Regions from separate parts of the Zea mays genome. Here region 1 is linked to region 2. Evidence: chromatin contacts called from public Hi-C data. All regions are on one chromosome and are shown on one strand. Each heading gives the region's core, a stretch centred on a gene start, on an enhancer-like site or on the middle of the called end of the contact. The rest is flanking DNA. Distances are from core to core; before and after follow the strand shown. Region 1 holds the start of LOC100276554. Region 2 holds the start of LOC100279799 (Beta-carotene isomerase D27 chloroplastic).

Region 1 (5,866 bases), core at 269-2,768, 170 kb after region 2:
ACCATCAATATGTCAGCCTACTCAGTCACAAATAGAGTATTCTCTATTCTGTCTATTTTAACAAACCATGGAAGACAGGCCTTAATACCATCTAACATGCCTAGCCATCCTCAGCAAGAGTTGGATACACAGGATGAAATACCTAGCCTTACAACCACACAAGACTCTCCAGCAACATCAATGGCGAAACTATCTACCTGTAGCAACGAAAGAAACGAGGTACAAAACTTCTTATTTTTCTTGCCATGCAAAATCTATTATAAATGTATCATTCTTTCATGCATACAACTTGATGAAGTCTATTCAACAGGCACGACGTGTTCTAATATATTCAGATATGTCACATGACATAGAGGTACCTTTAGTACTACTAAATACTTACTTTCCATACACTTACAAAGTTACATATCCATTACATTTTAATACCAGATATAAATTAATACAATCAATACCCACAGAATAAATAAACCAGGACAAAATGAGTTTCCACTTTGTTATATGAAAGTACATTCATAAAATTTATGCACTTAATCACAGGGTGATGCCCAGCGCATAAGTGAACTCAGCAATGAAGAGTTATCGTCGCCACCGAAAAGGTATGTATTAAAAAAATAGTTGGACATAATAACAGTAGCAACAACATCATTCTTTTAAATGCTAGATCTTATTTTCCACGCTAATACAACATTCATGATATTATATAGAATGAAACATGGCCACAGTAGCAAAGGAATACCAGATCTTACAGACCCCAAAGAGAAGAGCTCCTAGATCATAATCAACTTCATGAAGGTATAACACCATGTGCAAAACTTATTCATATATCGCAAATATATTTATACACAGTCAACATAATGTATTCCACTTACCCTTTTACGCAGCAACATTAGTACAACTCTAATGCTTTTTCCTCCTTTGTATACAGGTATTTACTTATTGGGCACCTATCAAGAGCACTATCACTTTTGGACAATGAATGCTTCTCTATAAATATGAACCCTATCAAGAGCATCATCACTTTTGGACCATGAATACTTCCCTCTCTCTCTCTCTCTATATATATGAACCTACTATTAGACTATTTGTGGATCTGTACATATTTACTTAACACCTAGAAGCACATTGTTGCTAAGTGTTGATGTATGATGCTTGAATACTACTTAGTATATATTGTAGTCTAATTTCACTCTACAACTGGTATCAACTATTAGGGGAAAACAATATTATCTACTTATATTTTGATTTCTTGCATACATATTGTATACTCATATCATGTTTAAATTTGTTTTACATATCTGGGTACTCACAAAATCGTTAAGCTATATATGATGACGCGCGCCCAGGCGCGGGCTAAACACTAGTTATTATTATTCGTAGTCCATTTGGCGATCCGACGGCCGGCAGAGCAAAGCAAGCAAAAAGGGGAAAAACTGTTCCGCCGGGCCGACGACGGCCGGGGCCGGCGATGGATCCTGCGCGAGGAGCGGAATTAAATAGCGCGTGACCCCCGAGGCGGGCAAATCTGGATGCTTCCTTCCGTTTCCACCTCAACCCGTCCCACCGCTCCCAGTCCCGGGACGTACGGTGACCCCACACCACACCACCACAACCCCTCCGTCCTCTTCGCGGCTGCGGTGCGGCCCCGGGAGTTCCTTGATTCGGCGGGCATCGCCATGGGAGGGCGTCGCTGGCTAGCTGTGGTAACCTGACCTCGCCGCTGCAGCTCTGTAGGTAGGTACAGGGTGGGCTCTCACGACCCTCCTGGCCTCCCCCCCCTCTCTCTCTCTCTCTCTCTCTCTCTCTCTCTCTCTCTCTCTCTCTGTCCGGATTTCTCCGCCGCTCTCTGCTCATGTGCCATGCCGAGGCGGAAAATTTGTGATTTTTGAGGGAATTAGGCGGGTTCGAGAGGGATTTTTTGTTTATTTCCTGTTCTACGTACCAAGGCGGGTGCGCCAGTGTGCCGAAAAGCTTCGGCTTTGATGGAATCCCGGTGCTCCCGCGAGCTCTCCCCCTTAACCGCTAGGATCATCATCCATCTATGCACCCAAGGCTTCTCCTCCGCCGCGTCCCCCCCTCCCCCGCCTCTCCAACCGCCCTCCGCCAAGTTCGCGTGGATGTGGATGTGGATGGGGAGTCGGCGGGCTGCTCTCCTTTTCCGCGCCTGCGCGCTTGTCTCTTCCCTTGTCGGATTATCGGGACCGGATAAGCTCGGCGAAGACCGTACCTACTGCCTAGCCTTGTTCTACACCGCGTGTCCTCTTCCATCTTCCCCCTCGCCGCTCGAGCTGCCAACTGTCCAGCAAATTCGACAAAATTCGTTCGCTTCTGCTTCTGTTTGGTCACCTAACCACTTCCTTCGGCTGCCAAAACGAGGTTCTTGTTTGTTTGATTGTTTCCATTTCATTAGCTTTGGCGTACAACGAAAAGAGAATGGGTTAGTTGGGTTTTCAGTGGTGCCACAAGCGAAAAGATGTTGCCAGTGCTTATCAATAAACAATGCCAGCTGCTTGGCTTTTGCTGAACATTTTTTTGCTTACAAATAAATAAATACTAGATGAGTAGAGAGCAAGCGGAGAACAAGGGGAGCGAGACGCCGCCTTGCCAAGTGTAAGCAACCGAGGGGAGAACGAGGGTGCGGCCGTGGCTTGTGGCGTTCGATCAGGATAAAAAGGTTGCCAACTTCGCGTGTTTCCCTCCTGCGTTTCCTGCTTAATTTAACTTAGGCAGCCCGGTTTCTCGCTTTGTGCCACCTCTTCTATCTCTTGTTACATGTGTGGCTTTCTTGTCATGGTTAGTTAGGCTTTCTCGGAACCGGTCCGGTATGTTGGTTTGGCAATTCGGGTAGACAAGTTTGAAAATGTTTCTTGTTTGATCCATTTCTGTGGCTGCACCTGTGTCCTGGTTTAGACTTTTGACTGACTGAGTAACCTAATTTTTTGCCTAACTTTTTCCTCTGCAGGTAGCTAGTATTCCAGAGGTGATTTCTCCTCTCCTGATCGACAGAGGGCAAATCTGGTTCGTGACCCCCCAGTATCATATCAGAGAGGGCCACGGTTTTGCTTATCAATGTGTTAGGAGTTAGGACCAAGTACTGGAGCTATTTCGTGGTTCCGATGGAGTCTAAGTGTGTGAACGACCAGGACACCTTGATCGACCTGGAGAGTGGCAACGGCACTGCAGTGATCAACCATAGCAACGACCTGGAGAGTGGTTGCGTGTGTGCGTGCGCCAACGGATGTCCGAGGGATGACAGGAACAACCAGCACATGGACTGCTCTTCACCGGCTTCGGACGCCGTTGCTAGAAGTGGAGACGACAGGAAGTCCGAGGGGGAGGAGAAGCTGGGCCTGGGCCTTCTGGACAGCTCGGGAGGGGACAAGGCGAAGAAGAAGCGGTCGAAGAAGAAGCCGCCGCGGCCGCCGAGGCCGCTGACGCCTACGCCGCTGGACGTCTCTGACCAGAAGCTCCTCAACGAGCTGAGCGAGCTTGCCGTGCTGAAGCGGGCGAGGGTCGAGCGGATGAAGGCCTTGAAGAAGATGAAGAACGCCAAGCAAGGGTTCTCGGGTGGCAATCTGTGCCCCCTGATCGTCACCGTTATCTTCTGCGTCGTCATTCTCTGGCAAGGTATATAGATCCCGTTCACTGTTAGTGGTCTGATGTGCTGTGTCTGTATGGAACAACCAAAGTTTAAGCCTCTTGAATAAAAGATTTGACTCACACCCCCAACAACTCAAATGGTTGAATTGAAGCTTTCTGGGGTCGGCTATATTGATAACTGCCATTTTTTTTTTGGTTCGATTCACAAGTCGATATATGCTTGGATAATACGTACTCAACATGGAGATAGTTTAAGATATGATCAACAATAAAGCTAATTCAGCAAAGGAAGTTGGACTCTTTGGTAATGTCGGTTCTTTGATCTGAGTTGTAAGCATGCTATGGCTTGTGCAAACACTGTCAATTTTTTTTTGTCCCGAAAGCTTCAGAACATGCACTACCGCCTATTGAGCGAGTATAGCTAGCTGTCGTGATCAGTCAAACAATGTTAGTAGTCAAGAGTTCAGTTTACGGAATCAGAGAACATTTGCTCAGAACTTAAGCATCTGGATTTCGCAGGTTTCTTCTCGGGACACGGGCCGGCGGTGAGCTTCCATGGATCACCGGAATCGTCGATCAGGGGGACGCGCAGCAGTCTGATCTCCATCAGGTTCTACAAGAACCATTCCAACACGAGGCCACCACCATTCAGCGAGACCACTGCAGCTCCCGAGTAAGCGAACCTTTCGGCCCAGCAAAGCGATATTTGCATAGTCAGAATGAACCTGGAACTGCTCGTCGCAACCTTTTTTCCCCCTTTAGCAGCAGAGCATCTTTACATTAGAGTTTCCGAAACCGCCACATGCTTCCTTCGCCTGAAGCAGCTGACCCTAGTGGTTTCCTCAACCTTGTTGCAGTAACGTAGTAGAGACCGGTCCGAGGCTCAGGAATCGTAACCAAGCGAGAAGGCTACTAGCTCGGTGACCCGATGATTATGGCGGCGGCCACACCTCAAATGAAAGAAGCTCGCCACATTTTGAAGCGTCGCCGGCGCTTCGCTTCGTCCTCCTCGAGGCGCCGGCCCCACCCCCCCGCTCCTTGGCTGCTGCTCCTTGGCTGCTGTAAAAAACGAGTGGACTCCTAGTGTGTCGTGCGCTGGGTAGTGAATCTGTGTTGGCCATGGCTCTAGCGAAGCGTAGAGAGCAACGAAAGCAAGCGAGCGAGCAAGCAAGCAAGCTGTCTGTCCGTATGTGTCTGGCATGTTACAGTAATAAAAGGTTTGCGCGCAATAAATCAGAGAGCTGATCTGAATCTGACCCACCCCGTTGCAGTGCTGTGCTGCTGCACTTGCTCATCGTTACTGATTTGCTGAAATGTGGCGTGTTCTTGGTTGTGGCCGGCTGGGCTGTTCTGTTCATACCTGCTAGAGGATGGCTGGAAGTTTTTCATTTCAAGACTTTGAGCTATAGATTTCACTCAGCTCGGAACCCAGCTGCTGGAGTGAGTGAGATGAGGTCCAGTCCAGGAGAGCTGCGCACACAGGCTGTAGATCTGAAAGAGAGCCTGTAGCAATGGCGCTGCAGGTTTTCGGTTCCAGAGATGAGGTGGCTCTATCTACCTGGCTGGGACACTGGCCAGACACGGTTCAGATCAGATCCACAGGTTCTTGTCGCCCTGTGTTGTTGTGCTCCTGTTTTCAAGTGTCGCCACAGTAATGGAGTCGCACATGGCGTTTGCTCGCTGGTGGTGGCCCGGGACCGGGATGCGCGCGCGCAGCGCAGGCACAGCTGCCGGGACGACGCGTCCGCGACACGCTTGCGAGATGCGAGTTGACCTGCGCAGGGTGCGTACACGTGCGCGGGCGCTAGATCTCCGCGCGTTGACTTGTACTGCGCTGAGGAGTTAGTGAGGATCGCATGGTGCGCATTGCTTGCTACCTGTCCCTAGGCTAGGCGGACGGACAGTACGACTGGTGAGCAGGATGGCGGTGAAACGCGTCTTGTGATGGCCGCCTCACTGCAACGAGTTGACTTGTTGAACGGCCTGGATTGAACTGAAGCCAGTGTGTGTCTAACTAATTTATGAGTATATTATTACATGTTACTCATATTTATAATTTATTTTAGACTAAATAGGATTAGATGGCTTCTAACTCAATTGATTGTACTAGTACAATAGTTGGGAGCCATCTAGTCTTATTTGGATTAAAATACATAGGAGCAATAATATGATGAAATTATTACAGGTACGTCTGGATCGGGGTTGTGCCTCGCCAGCCCCACTATGGGATCCGCCTCCGAACTTGAAGCGTATGGACTATTTAGAGGGT
Region 2 (6,057 bases), core at 3,278-5,777:
ATATAGGATAATTCTTTGCTTTGCTTGTGGGATGCAGAACATTAGGCTATGCGTAAGCTTGTCATTTTGAGTGTATTCTAGTATTCTTCTCCCAAATCACAACGTTTTTTTTTGATGAAAAACATGATCTAATTCTAGAGGCAATCCACCAGGATCTTTTCTTCTGCAAATAACTGGATCATGTTGAAACTCATTTTGTTCAACCCAGTATATTGGCGGACGCAGAACAGGAAGTTTTCATAGGGACAAGAAAACCACGTGACAAAATCAAGCAAGACTATAAAAAACTAGTATTATATAGAATTCAAGTTTCATATTAATACACGATACAAGTTCAAAGAATAAAACTATAGAAACAAAAGAAATAAGCATACTGCTAAGTTCTTGCTGACCGAATCAAAGCCATACATACCTGTTGAATGTCCATCTCCTCGAAGAGGGCGAGGACGTCGGGAAGGTGGCGGTATTAGGCGGCCACTCCGGCAGGGAGCCAGGACTTGATGGAAGCTCGCCAACCATCGAGGATGGGTCGCATCGCCACGACGAGCGAGATCAGGCCGGCTAGGCAAGCCGATGCCGCAGCGATGACAAGCGAGGTGAGGGCACAAGAAGGTGTTAGGGTCGGGTGGCATGTTGTGGCTCACAGCGATGACCCACTTTGCCCCCCCCCCCTATGGATCTGCCCCTGACCTAGTACCTGATCATGTTGTGGCTCACACTATAGACTATTTGTTCGACAACTGGAACTGTAGAGGACTTAGGCCTGTTTGTTTTCTCTTTTTTAGTGTAGTTCATGCAGTCCCCGACTCCTCGTATTGCATATACTAATAAGTATGAAATCAAGAGAGAAATATTGGGTTGATCTCAACGTTTGGTTGGTGTCTATTCTAACCAATTATATCCTAACCAAATCTATTCTAAGCCTACTCTACCATGTCCTGATCAGGGGCGCAACAACTCGTGGCGGTGGTGCCCCCCCCCCCCCCCTCCTTTCACACTGCCATAATAAAAGGTTGGACGGGGCCACACGAGAACCAACGCTCCCCGTCGCACCCTATTCAGACAACCAAGCCCATGTGGATGAGATAGGACTGGAAAAGATTATAAATGATTTTAACTTATTCGGGATTGAAACTCACTCAATCCCACCCAATCCATATGGATTAAGAGCAAAACGAACAAGCCCACCGATCTACTCTATTTGCGTGAGTAAAAGGAAAGTCATCGCAAGGTTCACCGTCCCACGTGAACCCCTCACCCTTGTCGCGCCGTCACCACACCAGGGAAGAACTACCCTAACCTAAAGGTAGTTCTAACGTAAAAGCGAGTTCGTCAAATCCTAAAGGTAATCTATACTGAGTTTTACGCATCTAATATTTAGGGTTTAAAGGCAAGATCCTTAGAGTTCTAGCAGCCTCAAACCAAACGGGCCCCACAATCTTGGTAGCATGCAAAGCTGATGCAGTTGCAAAGCTATCGATAGACTGAAACTAGGTGAACGACAAGTCGCCAGCAGGATCTGATGTAACGCAATCAACAGAATGTTGCGCATCTCATTACTGTACTGGCTTGTTTTATAGGGGTATCTAACTTGGTGAAGATCATGTAACTGTGTTTTGGCTTTCAAGAAGTCCCTCCAATGAAATCAGGTGTAGAAATGGTATCTAACTTTAAGTTTGCCCTGTAAAATGGCAGATTTGCTATGTATATGTTCCTTTGTATACCCAGTGAACTTGTATCCAGATCACTGTGATGTTTCATTGGGTGTTGATCTGATGGATCAGACTGAGAGTTATTTACTCATGTAGTCATGTTGATCCAATCGAAAACGTGTGTGTCTGCAACATAGAAATGGTATTACCGAAATTACTTGACATCGTTGCACGAAGACTGACAAATGCAAGCAAGGCACACCATGCCCAAGCCCAACGCGCAATAATCTATGATGTGCAGTCTTTTACAGGGAGCATATCAAACTTGGGGGCAACTGAGCTCATCTGGGCTGCTATTTCTTCCGAGCTCTCTACGCCGCCTTGCGTTTGTGCAGATGTCCAAGCACGGTTCCTTGAGGGCTTTGTCAGTATCAAGAGGTGGAGGCGGCACCCCGAAGTTGAACTGCGATTAACAACAACACAAACTTTGCTGCGTTTATTTTTGAATTTTGGCCGTATACTGTACAAAAAAACATGTATAGATGGCAGGCGCAAAGTTCTTTTAGCATAACAATCAACACCCATGTGGTCTTTGAAGAAAGTCCAAAATTTTGGAACCATTTACCTGGCAGCTATAGTCTTCAAAATTTGGCTCCATGTACAAATCAACACCCATGTGATCTTTGAAGAAAGTCTGAAAATAGAGAGTGTAATTTATTCAAGGACTGGGGAGGAGTGTGTTGGGTAGACACAAATCCAGCATTCCAGATGTGCAAACATGAGCAAACCTGAGTTGGCAGTTTGCATGTGTTGATGCAAATGCCAAGGCACTTGCTCTCTTCCAGGTACTTGCATTTCTCAACGAACACCTGGAAGTTTCATCGTCAAGGGAGAAAGCATGGTTTCAATTTCGAAGTCCTGAGTCTTAGTGAAAAAATAAGTCAAGGAGTTGAAACTTGGAACATATCGATACCCCACTTGACCATGATTTTCCATCAGGCAGAGTGACTGAATTAACTGAGCATGAGCCCATCAACCATTGACATGAAATTGCTGTCGCCCTAGCTTCTCAAGAAAATGCAGCAACACCAAAGCAAGCAAGTTAAGAAGAATGCACTACTCCCTCCGTTTCTTTTTAGTTGTCGCTGGATAGTTCAATTTTGCACTATCCAGCGACAACTAAAACGAAACGGAGGAAGTATTATACATGGAAATGCTGTACTTGCGACTAGAAGTAGACTCACCAAGCATCATAGCGGCTAGTTGGCCATTAGCAATTGGCGCTAAAAGAGCTTTGTAAAGAACAAGCAAGAGAGGTGGAAACAGTGACTGTAGTACTCGGACCTGGAGATTGTAAAAAAAAGAGACACAGAAAACTAAGGCTCATTAGCTATAAAAGTTTCCGTGACAACAGATGCACAAAGACTAGAGGGGGACAAGAGAAGTGATATACAGCAGCCTGCTCAGTCTCCAAAGCACTCTTTCCCTTGACCATGAGACGGTTTGCTACCTCCATTAGTCCAGCATACCCAGGCTTTTCAGAATCCCATCCAACCTCCTACAGCCTTTCAGAGAATCAACAGAATGTAATTGCACTGCATGTCTTGCTTTTATGCAAAACTGTGATATTCCATATTGACCTAAAACTTAACAGATACTCGTCAACAGGGGGCTGGCTTTCTGAATTCTAAGTACTTGTACCTTGTCCTAAAGCACAGGAAATTTCTTTTGTAGCCACTTCCAGGAAAATTTTCAGCTCGTATGCAAGTGTGTACATTTCTCATTCAAATATGACAGTGAGATTATTCTATGTTTCTGGAGTTGCAGTCTGTCTGGAAACTATGATAACATTTAATCTCACATTGGATCGGACCTGCTTAGTTGTTTTATGATTGAAAGCACCCCTCGCCTCGCTCACACAACAAATAAATAAATAAATAAATAAACTGAAAACAAATTATTCTTCAAAAAATAGAGCATTCAGCTCAGATTTCAACAAAACTAAATGGCCATTTTGTAGAAATACAAAGTTCCAAGCTCGATTAAAGTAATACGATAAACTAATAGCTAGCACAAGTTCAGTTATGCACGTGGCGTCAATTCATCAGGATTTGTCAGACTGTTGATCAAAATTACCAAGCAGAACTGAACCTAGCGATGAATGGATTATTAATGTTCAGAAGATTCCATTATCTGCCATGCTAGAACTCTATACTAAACACAAAAAAAGTTTTTTTGGTTCTCTCTTATTTAAGGAAAAGAAGCTAATAACATGGTTAAGGCTCTGTTTAAAAGCAATCTAGTTTTTAAGAAACCGGTTTTTATCTTTTAGCTAGGAAAGAACGGTTTCTCGGTTTTTTAAGAAACTGAGAATATAATTTCTATAAATTAAGTCGGTATATTTGGACTCAATTTCTATAAACCAATTTTATTAAAAACTGGGTCCTTCCAAAGTTTCAAAAAAAAACTAATAACACGGTTTGGCATCATCTAACTGGAGGGAGGAACTAAGGGATCGGTGGATGGAGTGGAACTCGCCTTCACCATCTTGCTCCGGAAGAAGGCGAGGAGGAGGTCGTCCGCGAAAGAGGGCCGGTACTCCCCGCCCTTCCCCGGCGGCACCGCCGCTGCATCGACCTGCATCCAAATAAAGTCACTCTAACAACCAACCACCAGCGCCGGCACAGACGCACAGGGCACAGTTGGTGTGGAATAAATCACCTGTGGCGAGGAGCAGCGGAACCGGCGGCTTGGCCGGCGACCGAGCTGGAGATACGAGGGCAGGCACGAGGAGCAGGAGGCCGCGCAAGAAGGCGGGCCGCGGGAGGCGAGGGGGAGGCCGCGTGTCGCGAGCGGCGGCGCCATGGACACCGGAGAAGGACAACCGCTGCCAACCAGTGGCTGCCGCCGTGGTGGTGGGGGAACGCAGGGAGGACAATAGCCGGCCCGCTAGGACCCACAGGTCAGCGAGCCTCTCCAGCTGTGGGACCCACACATGTGATACGTTACATGCACTGTACTCATACAGTCCATATCACGCTGAATTTTTTTAAGACCAGCGTATTATTACATATCTAGATGAAAAAAAGCTTAAAGTGTATATTATATTAATTAAGGAGGACAGAGCGTATAATTATAATTATACTAAGTATATGATCGTGCGTTGCCACGGAAGTTAAAAATTAATATAAGACATAGACACCACTATAATATGTATCCAAATTTAATATCACTATAAAAGAATGACAAACAAATAGGCAATCAAATACTATCTCCATCCAAGTTTCACAGGCGTATAAGTAGTTTTTACTGAGACCAAGAAATCATTAATAATCCCCCTTAATATGTTTGCTCTCAGCCCTTTAAATAAGGACTGCACTTTTATATGTTACTTTATGGATAGTTGTTACACAGGAAAAGTGTCGACATAAATAAGCAGCTATTCACTTGCCTAGAGTTGTAATGAAACAAATGAAAGATCCTGATCTATAGAAGTATTTATATATAATTGTCGGCGTTTCGAGACGGGGGGTCCCTAAGCCGACGAGTGAGTGTGCTGCGTGCCCCAGCCCAGATGGGTCGAGCGCGTGGGCGAGCGCGAAGGGGGGAGAGGCGAGGAGGACGGAGTCGAGCGTGAGAGAGGTGGAAGTCCCGCGGCCTTCGTGTTTGTCCCGCGCCCAGGTCAGGTGCGCTTGCAGTAGGGGGGTTACAAGCGTCCACGCGGGTGAGGGAAGCGAGCGGCCCCAAGAGAGCGCCTGTCCCGTCCTCGGTCCCGCGCGGCCAACCTTCTCTAAGAAGGCCCTGGTCCTCCCTTTTATAGTCGTAAGGAGAGGATCCAGGTGTACAATGGGGGGTGTAGCAGAGTGCTACGTGTCTAGCAAAGGGAGAGCTAGCGCCCTAGGTACATGCCAATGTGGCAGCCGGAGAGATCTGGGCACCCTGCTGGTGTGATGTCGTGGCTGTCGGAGGTGCGGCGGAGCCTGGCGGAGGGACAGCTGTTGGAGCGGTCGAGTCCCTGCTGACGTTGTCCTGCTTCCGTAAGAGAGCTGGGGGCCGCCGTCGTCATAGAGCTTGTGGAGCGCCATCATTGCCCCTCCGGCGGAGCTGGCCGGATGGGACGCCGGTCTTGTTCTCCGTGACCCGAGTCGATTCGGGGTAGGATGATGATGGCGCTTCCTATTGACGTGGCGGTCTGTGCCCTAGGCAGGGCGACGTGGGGGTTCCTCCGAAGCCGAGGTTAAGTCTGCCTTCCGTTGCCGTGGCCGAGCCCGAGCCAAGGGGTCGGGCGAGGCGGAAGTCGTTCGGCCGAGGCCAGGGCGGAGTCTGAGCCCTGGGGTCGGGCGAAGCGGAGTTTCGTCGTCTTCCGGGTCTTAGCCCGAGTCCGAGCCCTGGGGTCGGGCGGAGC

What was found. A called contact is a pair of places that touch in the nucleus more often than the background predicts.
Region 1: a Hi-C map of ear shows a contact between it and region 2, with 6 times the contacts expected there. The contact joins the promoter of LOC100276554 here to the promoter of LOC100279799 in region 2. A contact is called at or near these places in 13 of 25 Hi-C or Micro-C datasets (bundle sheath, ear, endosperm and 5 more) and 1 of 3 datasets of contacts at active chromatin or transcription factors (leaf).

Annotation. Positions count from the first base shown.
Region 1 is chr10:86,881,638-86,887,503 of Zm-B73-REFERENCE-NAM-5.0, forward strand. LOC100276554 reads left to right here and starts at 1,519. Exons shown (of 4, transcript NM_001150315.3): 1 at 1,519-1,731; 2 at 2,960-3,624; 3 at 4,117-4,270; 4 at 4,455-4,853. The coding sequence starts at 3,114. The coding sequence ends at 4,521.
Region 2 is chr10:86,708,443-86,714,499 of Zm-B73-REFERENCE-NAM-5.0, forward strand. LOC100279799 (Beta-carotene isomerase D27 chloroplastic) reads right to left here and starts at 4,528. Exons shown (of 8, transcript NM_001360997.1): 1 at 4,374-4,528; 2 at 4,191-4,289; 3 at 3,106-3,210; 4 at 2,897-2,996; 5 at 2,626-2,717; 6 at 2,441-2,521; 7 at 2,278-2,346; 8 at 1,893-2,115. The coding sequence starts at 4,517. The coding sequence ends at 1,972.